Regions from separate parts of the Mus musculus genome. Here regions 2 and 3 are each linked to region 1. A link is a contact called in public promoter capture Hi-C data. All regions are on one chromosome and are shown on one strand. The core of a region is the stretch at or near the end of the contact, and the rest is flanking DNA. Distances in the headings are between cores, read along the strand shown. Region 1 holds the start of Tmem266 (transmembrane protein 266). Region 2 holds the start of Hykk (hydroxylysine kinase 1). Region 3 holds the start of Chrna5 (cholinergic receptor, nicotinic, alpha polypeptide 5).

Region 1 (4,868 bases), core at 1,752-4,251:
GCCAACACAAGACAGCTCACAGTGTCTTGTTCACCAATGCATTAAAACATACACAATAACCGGTTACAGCCAAACATGTAGCATGAAAATGGTGGTCCTTCCTCTCCCCTCTGAAATGTTCACCCTCCGTGAAAGGAATAAAAAGTCACACAGATGCCTTCATAATGGCCGGCATGGCTTTTCCAAGTTTACAAATGTTTCAAGAAAGGAAGACATAGTCCAGAATATTTGGTTGTTTGCTTGTTTACAGTTCCCGAGTCGACCTGTGCACAGAGAATGGAGCTCATCTGTGCATTACATAAAATTCTGTTTGCATGGAAGGCAACCAGTCTACCTCATGCTTGGCAATTATGAGATTCCTTCTTGGAGAAGATCCTGACACTTCCCAAGGGAAAGAGAGCCCTTTTCTTCCCCAGAAATCAGCAACACCTCTCTCTTTCTGCGTCCTCTTCTCAGTGCTGTCAGGACTCATCCCGAGTTTTTGACCATAGGCTTGGAAATCTCCAGGGCAGAAAAATTCCACCTCAGCATTTCCATAAGCACTGGAAATTGAATTATTCTAAAACGGAGTATTTTCTAAGAGGCAAATCTTCTATACAAATTGTCTGCTATCAGTAGACGTCAGTATCGTGATGGAGGTAACATTCTGCTCAAACCAGGCTCATGTCCAAGGAAAACAGCTTTTAGAATTTAGAGTAAACAATTTTATATATCTCACTTACTGTTATCTATCATAGCCAGTGTGTGCATCATTAAAAGCTGTGTCTTCCATATGATGTGCTTTCCAGTTAATTCTCTAAGTTCAACCATACCTTTCTCACTACTAGCTCCATTGCACAGCCTGAGTATAAAATCTAGCAACTCTGTTAGGTGAATTTTCCATTCACAAAACTATAACAGCTTGTAAGTCCATGAAAACTGCTACAAATGTGTAACCAAGTCCAACACCTGAGCTGTAAGAATGCACTTGTGAAAAGAGAGATTACATATATGTGTGTGTGTGTGTGTGTGTGTGTGTATGTATGTATATATATCTCCATAGTTAAATGGATACATTCTAAGAGCTTTTAGTGAATAGTTGCCATGGTTGTAGACACCAGACTGTGCCACATGGCTGACATGGAGTCATTTACCCCCTCATAGCACCCACAAGTGTGACAAGACAGTGGAGTGACGACCAGCAGTGACAACAAGAGATGGTGCTCAAACAGGTAGGGCAGGGCGAGGGTGTGAAGAGTACGCCAGCACCCACATGATCTGTAGGTACTTTGTGGGTTTAAACTGAACATAATTGATTATGTGAGGTAGTTTTAATGCAGGATGCCTTGGACCCTGTGTTTAAAAATAGGCTCAGTGTCACCACAAAAGAAATTACACGCGGTGCCACTCATGAACACCAGTTTCTCATCTTGGAAAGCCACAAAATTGGTACGGGATCTGTGAAATGGAAAATTGCATCAGGGCCTATGCGCTCACACGTGAACCCGATCTTAATGAAAAGACGGATGGGGTAGCAACACTGAAGTTGAATGCTGAGCCCCCAGCGTCCTGCAATCTGCAATCGGGTGTGATGCAGATGAACTGGATCTTTACCCTGCTCCTGACTGAGCGACCTTGGGTAAGTCAGTTAACCCCTTAAGTGCCAGCTTCTTCATCTCCAACACAGAGATGACAGCCTTGCAGTGAAGACCCAAGGAAATGAGCCACAAATGGCGTTTAGCTCAGCACTGGGTCCCTACAAGTACATCTCCTGGTTTAATGTGGTACCACAGTCCAGCTGCTGGACCCCCACAGCTTGCGAGTCATTTTCATTTTGTGCTTCCGGCTCTTTCTGTTCTTTTCACTATATTATTCCTGGGGGAGGGCCATAGGGAGCAGTTACATACAGTCCACTTTCCCCACTCTTCTTCACAGCCAAGTTAAAGCTAGGGAAATAGATAATATACCCTGAAGAGAAACCCAGTGCTTAGAATATGGTGATGTATGTATATGGAATATAAGTAAATCATATTTCAGTCTAAACTATATAATGGAAAAAATGAGAATTTATTTCAAAAGAAAGAATTGGCAGGCAACACATTTAAAGAGGATAGAATGGGGTCTTACGGACCTCATTATTTCAGTATTGGTGACTATGAAACAGAATGGAGTATGGGGTCTGACTTCCAACAGGTGGCTAGCTTTAATCGGCTTCAGATGCAAAACCGCGATGAGTCTGAGTAAGCAAGACTCAGATGCTCAATTCAAGGCCTCCTATTAACAATTTAGAAAGAATTTCTTTCCTGGGTTTAAACCTCCCTGGCAAGTTAGCAAGCAGGGAACTGTCTGCACCTGTCCTCGGAACAGTACGCCAGGCTGACATGAAACCCTCCATCCTTTCCAGACCGTCCATCCTGCCGCTGGGGCACCTAGCGACAAACCGGGGAAGCCCACTAGGAAGTGGTCACGACCAGCAAAGCCACAAACCCCTAGGGTGTGGGATTTCCACCTCTACACCACGTCTGAAAACCGAAAATAGGCGTCCACTTGCTATACTGCAATGGGATTCCCCTTAGAAGCAAACCTCCCGCACCCCCAGCTTTCATGTTTTATTAATAAATGCAAGATGGCACACAGAGGCAAAGAATAGGAGGGAAGGCATCCGCAGCTGGACCCGAACCAGGACAGTTTGCAAAAATAAATAAGAAGCATGTGACAAGCAGATCCCCAGTCTGGATCTGAAGACCCCGTGCTCCCCAGAGGATGGTCGTCCGGCTCCCCAGCCCGGGACATGAAGGTCAGCTGCAGGATCCTAGTCCTCCAGGGCAGTCACCCTGCAAACCACGATCCGGCCCCTACCTTTGCCTCCCTCACCCGCCCGCCCGGGCCACAGCCGGGGAAGCCCCGGCGGCTGCCGGCTGCAAGAACACGTACCTGCTGCCGGAGCTCAGGATTCGCTCTGCTCTGCAGCGCCGGGCCCGCGCTCCCGCTCCCGGGGCTCCCCTCTCCGCCCCCCCACCCCCCCGCCCCCTCGCGGCCCCGCCGCTCCCTCCGCCCCTCCGCCCACCCCGCTCGAGCGCGCGCGCACGCGCTTTCGGGACGGCGGCTCTCCCGGGCCCGCGCCTGCGCTCTCGCTGCCCGCTCCCGCTCCCGCTCGCGCGTTCCGGAGGCTGCAGAGGGGCCGCGCGGCTGTCTAGGAAACTGCGACCAGCGGGGGCCGCGTGTGGGCAGTCACCCCCGGCGAAGGGCAAGCGGGCCTCGTGGCGCGGGTGACAGGGGGCAGGAGCTCGAAGCGGAGGCTGGCTGGTGCGGCCGAGGGCGGGCGGGCGCCTGCGGTCCCACGGTACCGCCCTGGGTGCGTTTTCACACACTGTGCTGTGAGTAGCGGCGCGCAGTGTCCTCCGAGGTTTCTGCCTGCCGCCCCTGGTGTGTGCATTGCCCCAAGGAGCCTTTGAAGGCATTGCCCACCCCTCGGTGGTCCCCATCACATTCTCACGTGACAGATACACTGTGCGTGTTGGTCATGTATTGTAAATGAAGAGTTTTCTGCCCTTGAAGCGCCTGTCCCGATTGAGAATGCCTAGAGTAGACAGAGTGACTGAGCAATCTGGGGGTTTAAAAAAAAAAAAAAAAAGCCTCACGTGTGAAAAGGAAAAAAAAAAAAAGCTTACTGCTGTGAACAGTTTTTAAAAACAGTTTTTTAAAAATAGCCGCTTTCCTTTGGGGTTTTGGCCTTCTTATGTTAGATACTTTAAAGATCGGAAACCCTTCTTTCTCTAGGGCACAAAGTTCCTGAGTGACTTTGGGGTTCTCCCCCATTGGCTTCCCCTCCAGAATAATCACTATTTGGTTAGGTTCACGTGGCCTTCAGGAACGCCTGCGACTTTCTTGCCTTCTCTTCCACTAGCAAAACGGTAGAAATTAGAATTGAAAGCTTTAAAACCCAGACCATACATAGAACCGCCTGAAGGGCTCGGATCGGTTTTTTAATAGATACAGAAATGTCTAGACAAGGAATGTACATGGAAAAGTATGTCTTTGTTTAGTCCTCACCTACCAACATTTCTTAACCATCTGTAATGTCTAATTTCGGGGGGCAGGGGGTCCTTGGAGAAAACAGTTGTAGAAGTTATTTGGCTTGACAGGATTTCCCCCTACTGGTTCTAGGCATAAATAGACTGGAAAGTAGAAATGCTGTCCTCCCTCCATACTACCTCCCCGTGACCCCCCATTTAGTAGAACTACACTTAAGTTTCCTTAAGGGCTTTGAACAGCATTCATGACAGTGTTTCGCTGGTTAGCCATCTGGCAAAACATTGAGATACAAAGATTTCCTGAATTAGACTCCAATAACAAGCACAAACAATAATCCCTGGAATTAATGAGATTGCATGAAACTAATCACTCCCCACCCCTACCCCATGTGCCAGAAAATCAAGAGGGAGGAGACAGACTACCCTACCGAATGGGAGACATTGTTGGAAAGAAAGAAAAGAAAGAAAAAAGAAAGAAAACTCTCTCTCTCTCTCTCTCTCTCTCTCTCTCTCTCTCTCTCTCTCTCTGTGTGTGTGTGTGTGTGTGTTGTTAGTGGCTGAATCCACTCCAAGAGTTGTCTCCACTAGATTAGCCTGTAGACATAGATTGATGTTGAAGGGTCCAGCTGTGCCTTCCCACACTGTGGGCGGTGCCACCATTGGGTAGGTGGTCCTCCTTACTATAAGAAAGCAGGCTATTCAAGCTAGCAAGCAGTGTTCTCCCACTGCCTCTGCATCAGGTCTTGGCTTTGCTCAATGATGGACTCTAAACTGTAAGTCAAAGAAAGGCTAATTAAAGAAAACTCTAATTAAATATTAAGAGTAGTGCAAGTATTTTCAGGGAGAAAAATTAGA
Region 2 (4,868 bases), core at 1,061-3,560, 410 kb after region 1:
AGATGAATAAAAATCCTGGGCCATAAGTTATTTATAAATTTCCCTCACAACTTGAAGGTACAGTTCTATGGACAAACGCGGGTCAGAGAAGCACTTTGTTATATTATCTAATCCAATCTTTTCTCTCGTCTGCCAACTTTACAGAGAAACATAGGTCCAAAGACATTAAGAGATGTGTCCAAAACTAATATTCAGTTCCACTGAGACCTCAGCTCTGAGGGCTTGGAAGATGGCACACTTCGGATGGTGGCCAATGTGTAAGTATGGAAACTGGAGTTTGGAACTATAGCAACCACGGGAATGCCAGGCTTAGCGGCACATGCCTACAATTCCGAGTTGTATTCTTTTATGTTTGTTTTCGGTTTTTGAGTAGCATGGGCTGGACTTAAACGTATTAGATAGCCTTCAATTTCTGATCCTCCTGCCTCTACCTCCCATGTACCACCATGCTTGGCTTATTTGGCGCTAGGGATCAAACTCGGGACCTCGCGCATGTTAGGCAAGGTCTCTACGAAGTAAAACATGTGCCCAACCAAGCTGTTGTATTCTTGACAAACACTTCTCATGTTTACCTTCTGACCACAGTATTTGCTTTCAGAAGCCAATTAAGCCCTTCAGGTGTTGACACTAAACTTATGATCACAAAGACTAAACAGGGCTTCAAAAGAATCTTTGCACCTGAAACTTCTGGAAACTGATACATCCTGTTACACTGCTTTTGGCTCTAAGACTTTACAAGGAATTTTAAACATTCCTTCTGAATATATTTATAGAATAAGGCTAGTGCTCAGGATGTAATGTGAACTGAAACCCTAACTCCAAGATGAAATCCTCTCAGGTCTGAAAGAATTTAAGGGTATTAAAAACAACAGTGAGCTTGATAGGGATTTGACAGGGAGCTGGGTGTGGTAGCTCACATCTGCTATCCTGCCAATCCAGAGACAGGACAATAAGATTGCTGCTAGTTGAAGGTCAGTCCAGACTACCTATTGAGTTCCAAGCTAGCCCCGGCTACTGTGAGAGACTTTGTCTCAAAAAGAAAAAGCTATTAAAATTGAAGACTGTTGAAGGCAATTGGTGAAGGCCAATCTCCAGAAAACATCCCCATGTCCTTAAAGGGGGCTTGTTAATTATCTCTTTGAAGAGTCCTATTTGTTAAAGCAAAGTCCTGTTTACAAAGTACTGTTGGCAGGTCTGGTCACAGGACAACCTGGTACCAAACAGTTACTGAGCTGTGAAAAGTCCTAGCACCAGCTGGGCAGCCAACCTCCGTAACTTTAGCCACACTGCCTCTAAAAGAGTTCAACGAAGAATTTTGAGCCTTTTTGCTGAATATAGAAAGAACTCCACAACCTGAAAAAAAAGGACACACATTGAAACATGCTACTGAAAGCAAATACACATAAAGAAAAAACTTAAAAAATAAAAATAGAACAACAGAGACATCCATTTTCATCAAATGCGCCCCATGTGTGGAGAGAGTGGAGAGCGAATCGAAATCTATATAGATGTTAGTATACTTCTTGTCAACAATATTTAGAGCCGGAAACAAACAAACAAACAAACAAACAAAAACAACCTCAAACAGTAAGGACTTCTAAGCAGGAGGTTTGCACCAGACTCCATAATTTTTCGCTGCATGAGAGGGGAATGGAGAGGGAGTGGATCTTACACTCTGCACTTGGTGAAAAGTACACAAGAATAAAATAATAATAATACATAAACTAGTCTTTCCTCTCACCTTCTCCTAAAGTGTTACAAAGTCTTTGTGACTTCTGCCTTAGCACTTTCTCCACGTCTGTCTTCGACGACCCCTCTGCTGTGAGCTTCCAGGCTTGGGAAGCAGGCAGTGATGTTCCCTGCACTTATTTCGTGAGTTGCCTCCACTCACAGCTCACGGGCTGCAGGAACTCTACACTCCAAGGGCGATTGGAAGCAAGACTCACTTCCAGGGGGTCTTGCTGAGGAGCGAAAGACGCCGATGGGAGGGAGGTGGCCCACAACCCGTTCCCGGCCTGTCTCAGGTCCAGAGGAGCCTTAGGATGGCTTCCACCCCCAAACCATGCAGGCCCGCGGAGGGTGGGACCCTCAAAACTGCGCACTGAAATCTCAGCAGGGCTGGGGCTGGGCAGTGACCTGCCGCGTCAGCACGCAGTGAGTTTGAGGAGCGCAAGGGTTGCAGGAGCCCGCCGCCGCTTCTCGGGGATGTCCCCTCAGAGAGACCCTTGACTCGCTTCAGTCTCTTCCACCTCCTCTCACGCACAGCGACCGGACGTCCTGAGGCCGATTGCTCTCTCCCCTCAGTCAGCTAGTGGTTGCGGTGCAGGAGGTGGGGCCGGACCCGCCGCCGCTGCGAGCCCCGCCTTCCTATTGGCTCCTCCCACATCCCTCCGCCCAGTCAGTACACACTACTGACAGTTCTGGCCCAACCCTCTCCATCCCACCAATAGAGTTCAGAGATCTGGCTTCTGATTGGCTGTCTGGAATCCGACAACCTTGTCAATCTCGGCTCTCTAGTCAAAACTCGTTTCTGATTGGCTCTCAAGTAGCCAATTAGTAGGCCTTGGGGTTTGAGTGGTATCTGTCAATTCTCACCAGGTTGGCTTAGTCCTGGCAGCGACTTGGAGCACAAGTCTGTCAGCAAGCTGCCAGGAGAGATAGCATCTTGCCTTTCTTTCCTCACTCCATCCAGCTCTTTCTAGAAGAGAGTATCCTGAAGGCCATCTTCATAGAGGTTGACTAGAGGTTCATTCTCCCCAGAAAGGAATCCTGGTTCTGAAACTACAAGGATCGGTCCCTCTCTGTGAGGAAATGGGGCTCGCTGTCTTTGTACTAGCATGTCCCAATCTGAAAAGGCTTCATTTATTAAACAGACCTACACTGTCTGTGCTGGCGGGAACTGAAGTCTAAAGGGCATAGACCCTTACTTAACCAGACCGTGCTTACCAACTCCCAGTTCAGGATCTAGGCGGTAGCACCAGTTTTTAAGCGGGGTAACGAAGTACAATAGAGAGAGAGAGAGAAAGAAAGCAGCATCCTCAGGCAGCTTGTAGGGTCTCAAAGCCCATGCCAACAGCGACTCGTTTCCTCCAAGGCCACACCCACTCCAGAAAGGCCACACCTCCAAATAGTGCCACTCCCTGGGTCAAGCATATTCAAACCACCACACTAAGCCACATAGCTGGATGCCTTCCTCCAGCTAAGCAGGACCTTTTTGATAGACCAGAGCACTCCCTGCTGGAAGAGTCCTGTACACCTGTCACTCAGGTTTGCAATTTGCTCTCCTTATGTTATGGTGCTGTATGCATATCTCACTTGTTTTTTCTTGTTCTGGCATACTCATGGGTGCTATCGTTACTCTGATGATGATGATGAATGATTGTTGTTGTTGTTGTTTCCGAGACAGGGTTTCTCTGTATAGCCGTGGCTGTCCTGGAACTCACTTTGTAGACCAGGCTGGACTCGAACTCAGAAATCTGCCTGCCTCTGCCTCCCAAGTGCTGGGATTATTAACTCGGATAGTCTCTCCAATCCCCGTCAACACCTATCGTAATGAGAAATTTCCTTTGCCCCCTTTAGAAATATGTTTATCTGTTTTTCTTTTTCTTTGTGTGGGATGGGGGAAGGTGGGGAGGTTCGAGACAGAATTTCTCTGTGTAGCCCTGGCTGTCCAGGAACTCCATCTGAAGCCCAGGCCAGCCTTGAACACCTGCTTCTGCCTCTGGAGTGCTGGGATTGAAGGCATGCCTCACCATTGCCTAGCACATTTCTTTTCTAATCTTCAAATAGGGACGACCTTTCTGCACTTTCTGATGTTGGCGACTGTGACTTGAGTCTCCTGTAACCATGTTTGCTTTCTGAGGCCTCTCTGCAGTGTCTGAATTCGCTACACCTTCTCTCACTTTCCTACTGCTACTGATCCGTTTTCTTTCTCCTCACGGCCTGGGGAAAAAAAGATGAGAATGAGGATTGAATGCTGAAATTGTGAAAACTGAAGGCACAGGACAACAGACGTCACAATTGCCTTCTTTGGTTTGTACCTGCTTCCATTTCCCTGTACATTCTGCTTGCATGTGTGTGCCCACACATGTATGTGCACACACACTGGTGAAGAGGATTTTCCATCTTTTCCAGTACCTGATCTGTGCTTTTCCCCTTGAGACAGGGCCTCTCATTTGGAGTTAATTTTTTCAGTTGGGTTGGCAGTGAGAAAGCTCCAGTGATCCTTCTGTCCCTGACTCAGCACTGGGGTGGCAGAAATGTACACAGAAATTAATTTGGCTGTTTTTTTCATGGGTTCTTTGGATCTGAACTCAGGTCTTTATGTCTGGGCAGCAAGTACTCTTACCCACTGAGCCATTTCCTCAGACATCCCTGGACACTTTTTGGAACTATATTGCACAGTATAGTGATGGGTGTGTAATGCTAGCACTTAAGAGGTTGAAGCAGAGCAGGGCAGTGGTGGCGCATAACTTTAATCCCAGCACTCGGGTTGAAGCAGAGCAGGGCAGTGGTGGCGCATAACTTTAATCCCAGCACTCGGGAGGCAGAGGCAGAGGCAGAGGCAGAGGCAGAGGCAGAGGCAGAGGCAGAGGCAGAGGCAGAGGCAGAGGCAGAGGCAGAGGCAGAGGCAGAGAGGCAGAGAGGCAGAGGCAGGCAGATTTTTGAGTTTGAGGCCAGCCTGGTCTACAGAGTGAGTTCCAGGACAGCCAGGGATACTCAGAGAAACCCTGTCTCAAAAAAACCAAAAAAAAAAAAAAAAAAAAAAGAGGTTGAAGCAGGATTCTGAGTACATAAGGAAACCCTATCACAAAGGAGAGAAAACAAAAGGCTTTCTGCAACTTGCTATTTTTACTTTAAGTAGACAT
Region 3 (4,868 bases), core at 1,286-3,785, 350 kb after region 1:
CTGTTTAATTTCCATAAATGTCCTCATCATGGGTCAGTTCAGAGACCTATATTATCTTAATGTACTAGTAAATTATATTTCATCGCAGACGGAATTGCCTTCCAGGCTACTTTCCACAGCTCTGTGACCTTCACTCAGCCAAACAGGTATGGATGGCTGCTGGCTGATGAGACGAGAATTCTTTTGTCTGGGAATTGGCTCATAGGAAACCGTAAGAGTTATGATGAGAACCTAAGATGAATATGAGAACAATAAAACATAAATATAAAATCAATTCTCTGAAAAACATCCACCTCCACTCTATCATCTAAAAGAGGGAGAGATAAGGAGTCAGCAAAGTTGAATAAGCCAAATAAATAAATAAATAAATAAATAACCCACAGCCAGTTCCTAGGTCTCTTAACTCCATACAGACAGCCACTGAGAATTCAGAGGTAGTAGAACACAAAAGCATATTAACATTTATTTGCAAATGCGCAACAATATCACTCTGTATCAGTGTCTTCTTCAAGGCACTCATTTAGAATGCACAGAACTTAAGAAGTTTAGAGCTGTAGAGGGGAATATGTAATGGCCTTTTCTTACATGTGAGAAAATATCCATTATTATTATTCCATCCACTCATTTATAAACATCCACTAGTCTCCTATAATAAACCAGGTATTAAGGATACCAAGATAAACGGAAAAGCAGAGCAGGTCTTGAGGGTTGGGAGATGGCTCAGCTTGTCGAGTGTTTGCTGCACAGCACAAGGACCTAGGTTTAACCCACAGCAAAATGTAAAAGGCCTGGCAAGGAGGCCCTAGTAATCCCAACACTAGGAAGGCAGAGACAGGCAGATCCATGGAATTCAGCAGGATTGTCAACTGGCCTATCCTAACCACGAGCCCCAGGTCACAGTGAAAGACTGTCACAAACAACAACAAACAAACAAAACAACCAAATTGGACAGCTCCCCCACCCCCAGGAACAATATCCAAGGCTGATCTCTCCTCTACCAGCACATGCGCATACCCACACACAAAGGAATCGGATCTTAAGGAGCTCGCATGGGGGGGGGGGGAAACTAGTATAAAGATGCTTAGTATTAAAGAAGTCTCACCGAGTGGGAAAAGAAAGGAGTAGGTCATCAAGTCTGGTTAAAACACCAAGCCTCACAAGAGTTAGCAGTTTACACCATTGAAGAATCAGCAACAATGATTTATCTTAAAACAGAGAAACCTTTTCAAAATTCCCAGCTCCATCAAGAGTGGCAGGGATACCATTTTCTAGGCTGTCAGGCACTGCCTGGCGTTTTATATGCACCAATCAATCCTGAAAACGGATGAGAAAAGCAAGCAGTGTTGTCCTCCTGGTTCAACGGAAGAACGCAGTGGAGAGAATTCTGTCTTAAGACAAGACACACTGGGGACATAAATTAAGACAAGGGCACCCCTTTCCTTCTCTAAACTGTTTACACTCTGCAAAGATTTCATCTCTTCAGTAGACCGGTCCTGTAATCGGGAATCCTAGCCTGCGAAGTTACCACTTCCTAAAGAAAACCAGGACTCACAATTTAAGAACCTTAAGGAAAGAAAGGTCTGCCAGATTTCCTCATCTCAATAAAACTGAGCTTTGAGTGCAGCGACCCTCCACTTAAAGGAGCCGCACCTTCTCTAATATAGGACACACCACAGGTGCTCCAGAAACGGTAGTATTTTTTTCCAAAGTTCTTAAAAGGGCGGACTAAAATATGCTAAAGCACTGTAAATTCAAAGTACTAGCTAGGTTGTTTTGTTTGTTTCTATCCCAACCCACAACATCTGAAACGCTAACCAGGGGAGGGAGATGGGGCGCGGGAGAACGTGGAGGGTCGAGCTGGGAGGGTGGTACGCGCGAGCCCTGTTCCAAAAGAGCGAGGAACCCAGATACAATCCTTGAGTCCCGAAGTCTGGGCATGTGAACTGCCTAGCAAACGTTTCTTCTGCAAACGTTTGCTTCTTCTGGCCAAGATGCTGCCAGGAGTGAGGGAGAAGAGGGTAAACTATAAAGTCTCAAAGGCGAACATTAAGCCCAAAGTCTCCACACCGAGAACCAGCCACCAAGTGGGAAGCCCGATGACAGCAGCACGCTCTTGGAAAGTTGTACCGAGGCACGCCCTACACCAGCCGCCCAACGGTGACAGCCACCGAACGCCAAAACCGGCCTTTTCTTTGCTTTTGGGTGCTAACCTGGAACCTCATCCCGAATTTTCAGAAGAAAGGGAAAGGGAGCGGAGCCCTGCTGCGGGGCCCCGCGACCCTCAGCCCCGCCCCGGCTCACCTCCCCGCGCGCCCCGCGCCGCCCCGGCCGGCCGCCAGCGCCCCGCCAGCAGCTGCACCATCAAGAGCAGGCGCAGCGCGCGCCGCCGCGACCCCCGCGCCGCCATCGCCCGTCCGCCCGCCGACGGCTGCCTCGCGGATTACTCCGGGCCCTGAGGGACGGAGCACAAGAGCTGCCGCCGAAATCCGCTCGTTTCTCGGAAGCCGCTCGCCGCTCGCTCTTCAGCTTCTGCACGAAGCCCACCTTACCACTCGGTGGAAGGCCCGCGGAGCTCGAGGGCGGAGCCGCGGCGCTTAGCCCCGCCCCTATGGCCCGCAGCCCCGCCCCCAGAGCCCACACCCTGTCCTTCTAGGCTCCGCCCCGGGTCCAGCTTCATCAACTCGTAGCTCCGCCTTTCCCACACCTGGTGCTACCTTGTCACCCCCCTTCTCAGCCTTCCGCAAGAATTGTGACAGGTGCGAAGACTGTCCTGACCTCTGTTTTGGTGCGGTTTTGTTTCCTTTGGAACTGTAAACTCTGGATCCCCGAGTGAGCCAACAAGACTGCCTCCCTGCTGTGGACTTTCATGCCCCTGCTGTAGATACTAAGTGATCCATATCAGAAGACCTGCATTCGAGATCTGCATCTTGTTCAAATCACTCTTCCTTTGTGCGTCTATTTTCTCTTCCTTGTAAATGAGATGGATAAACTGGAGGACTCTGAAGGACAACTGTGACTGACAGCTCTGACATTCATTCAAGTCATCCGCGAAAATGATAGGCAATTGCTTCCAGAGTAGGCCATGCTGCCTGTGCGGTCATCACTTGGCATTGTAAATATTAGTGCCTTCGACTGCCACTGCTCCCTTACAACTTTGATGGAGATCGATGCTGACTGCGTCACAAATCCCTGTAGACTCTACACTGTATCTCATTGCCTCTGCTCATAATTGATTAGAACGCTTCATTTGGTTGAAGAGATTCAGGCAAATTATCTTTAAACTTCAGTGGCAGAGCATGCCAGATTTTTCACAGAAAATTATGGAGTTGGCACCTCTACAATTCATTATAGGCAGAAATCTCACTCCAACCTTCAGACTGCATAAATCTGTTTAAGTGAGACCGGGTTGCAAAGAATCTTAAAGGCAAAAGTCATTTAAGACCTTTTCCCCCTGGGTCCAAGTATACCCAGGGAAATGGAAACAATGTCCAAATGAGCGAGTGTATTTAAGCAGGCAAATGAAAGAACCAGAGAATAAAAGATGTGTATGGTGTTCACAATGCCAGTTGTTAATTACACCTCTGCACAAGAGTGAGACAGTGCCTAACCCCCTACACAGCAAATATATACTTTGAAGAATTTATAGGACTTACAGCTACTTATACCATTTGTTCTTGCCAGTGTTTGGGTGACTTTAGAGTGTTGCTCTACTTTCACAGCTAAGGAACGTGGAGAGTGGAGTTGAATAATTACTGAAGATCACAATACCTGTCAGTGGTAAAGCTGGGTTAATGGTTGTTAGCTCAGCCACCGTGAGCATAATTAGAACTTGGACTGCTCCGGAGTGTTAATCTACAGTCACAAGAGGACAGTTACCTACATCATCTCTGCAACACCATTGCCAGTTAAGCCAAAGGCGTGGCCTGGGATGTCTTGGGCACTTTCCAACCCAGGTAAATCATCTCAGTACACAATGCGTCCCTCTTGGATGCTTTCCCCTCTAGGATAATGTGCTAATCTTTCACATTTGCCAGCTGTGTGTCCGTCCCTAAATCCTTGGCAGGCATCTCCACATTGCTAGGACACACTAACTGACCAATCAACAATGAAGGCTGTTGAGCAGCCACTGCCAAAATTCTCCTGACATAGCATCTACCCACTAAATGTCTAACACTGAGCTAAAGGAACTATCATGCAGTTCGTTTTTTGTCTTGTATTGCTTTTGCTTTGATTTATGTTTATATCTGTGTGCCAGTATTTGTCTGTGCATAGGGGACCCAGAAGAGGCCAGGGTTGGGACCTTTGGAGCTGCAGTTACAGGTAGCTGTGAGCTGGGAATGGGCTTTAGTGCTTGGAATTGAACTGTAGTCCTCCAGAAGAACAGAAGTATTCTTAAGACCTGAGCTTGGAGCCCAGAGCCCTTGTAAAAAGCTGCATATGGCTGCATAAGCCCTCCTAGAACTGTGTGGGGTTGAGTCAGGAGAACTGCTGAGGCTCTCTGGCCTCTGGCCCTAACTCTAAGTTCAGCAAGAGACTCTATCTCAAAGGTAACACAGCAGGACACCTGATATCCTTCTTTGGCCTCCTAACTCTCAAGCATTTGAATACATACTCACGTGCATATACCCACGCTCCAGAAAAGAAATAAAATAGAATTTAATAGTAATCTTACTGACCTGGCTACATATGTGAGATGTAATATGTATTTTAAATATACAAGTTAATTTATTCTCCAGCAGCAACACTAGGAAAGTACTTATATTGCCCCCATTTTGTCTTAACTTCCCCCTCCATCCCCTTGTGTGCTCCTCCCTTTCAGAAGCCCGTTGGCTTCAGTAATCTTTTCCTTCTTCCTATGTAGACCTACA

Evidence for each region. Capture Hi-C pulls out chosen DNA fragments and counts their contacts.
Region 2: a contact with region 1 is called in a promoter capture Hi-C map of adipose tissue. The contact joins the promoter of Hykk here to the promoter of Tmem266 in region 1. A contact is called at or near these places in 1 of 39 promoter capture datasets (cranial neural crest), 1 of 15 datasets of contacts at CTCF or cohesin (pro-B cells), 5 of 484 Hi-C or Micro-C datasets (adipose-derived mesenchymal stem cells, cortical neurons, cranial neural crest and 1 more), 4 of 115 datasets of contacts at active chromatin or transcription factors (the NIH/3T3 cell line, astrocytes, bone marrow-derived macrophages and 1 more) and 2 of 9 other capture datasets (adipose tissue and liver).
Region 3: a promoter capture Hi-C map of liver shows a contact between it and region 1. The contact joins the promoter of Chrna5 here to the promoter of Tmem266 in region 1. A contact is called at or near these places in 3 of 39 promoter capture datasets (the C10 cell line, hippocampal neurons and pre-B cells), 2 of 484 Hi-C or Micro-C datasets (both in embryonic stem cells), 2 of 115 datasets of contacts at active chromatin or transcription factors (astrocytes and embryonic forebrain) and 5 of 9 other capture datasets (adipose tissue, embryonic stem cells, liver and 2 more).

What each region holds. Positions count from the first base shown.
Region 1 is chr9:55,325,046-55,329,913 of GRCm38.p6, reverse strand. It overlaps Tmem266 (transmembrane protein 266), which reads right to left and starts at 3,001. Exons shown (of 11, transcript NM_172923.4): 1 at 2,914-3,001.
Region 2 is chr9:54,914,732-54,919,599 of GRCm38.p6, reverse strand. Hykk (hydroxylysine kinase 1) reads right to left here and starts at 2,310. Exons shown (of 5, transcript NM_177351.4): 1 at 1,742-2,310.
Region 3 is chr9:54,979,155-54,984,022 of GRCm38.p6, reverse strand. It overlaps Chrna5 (cholinergic receptor, nicotinic, alpha polypeptide 5), which reads right to left and starts at 2,535. Exons shown (of 6, transcript NM_001373901.1): 1 at 2,302-2,535. The coding sequence starts at 2,407.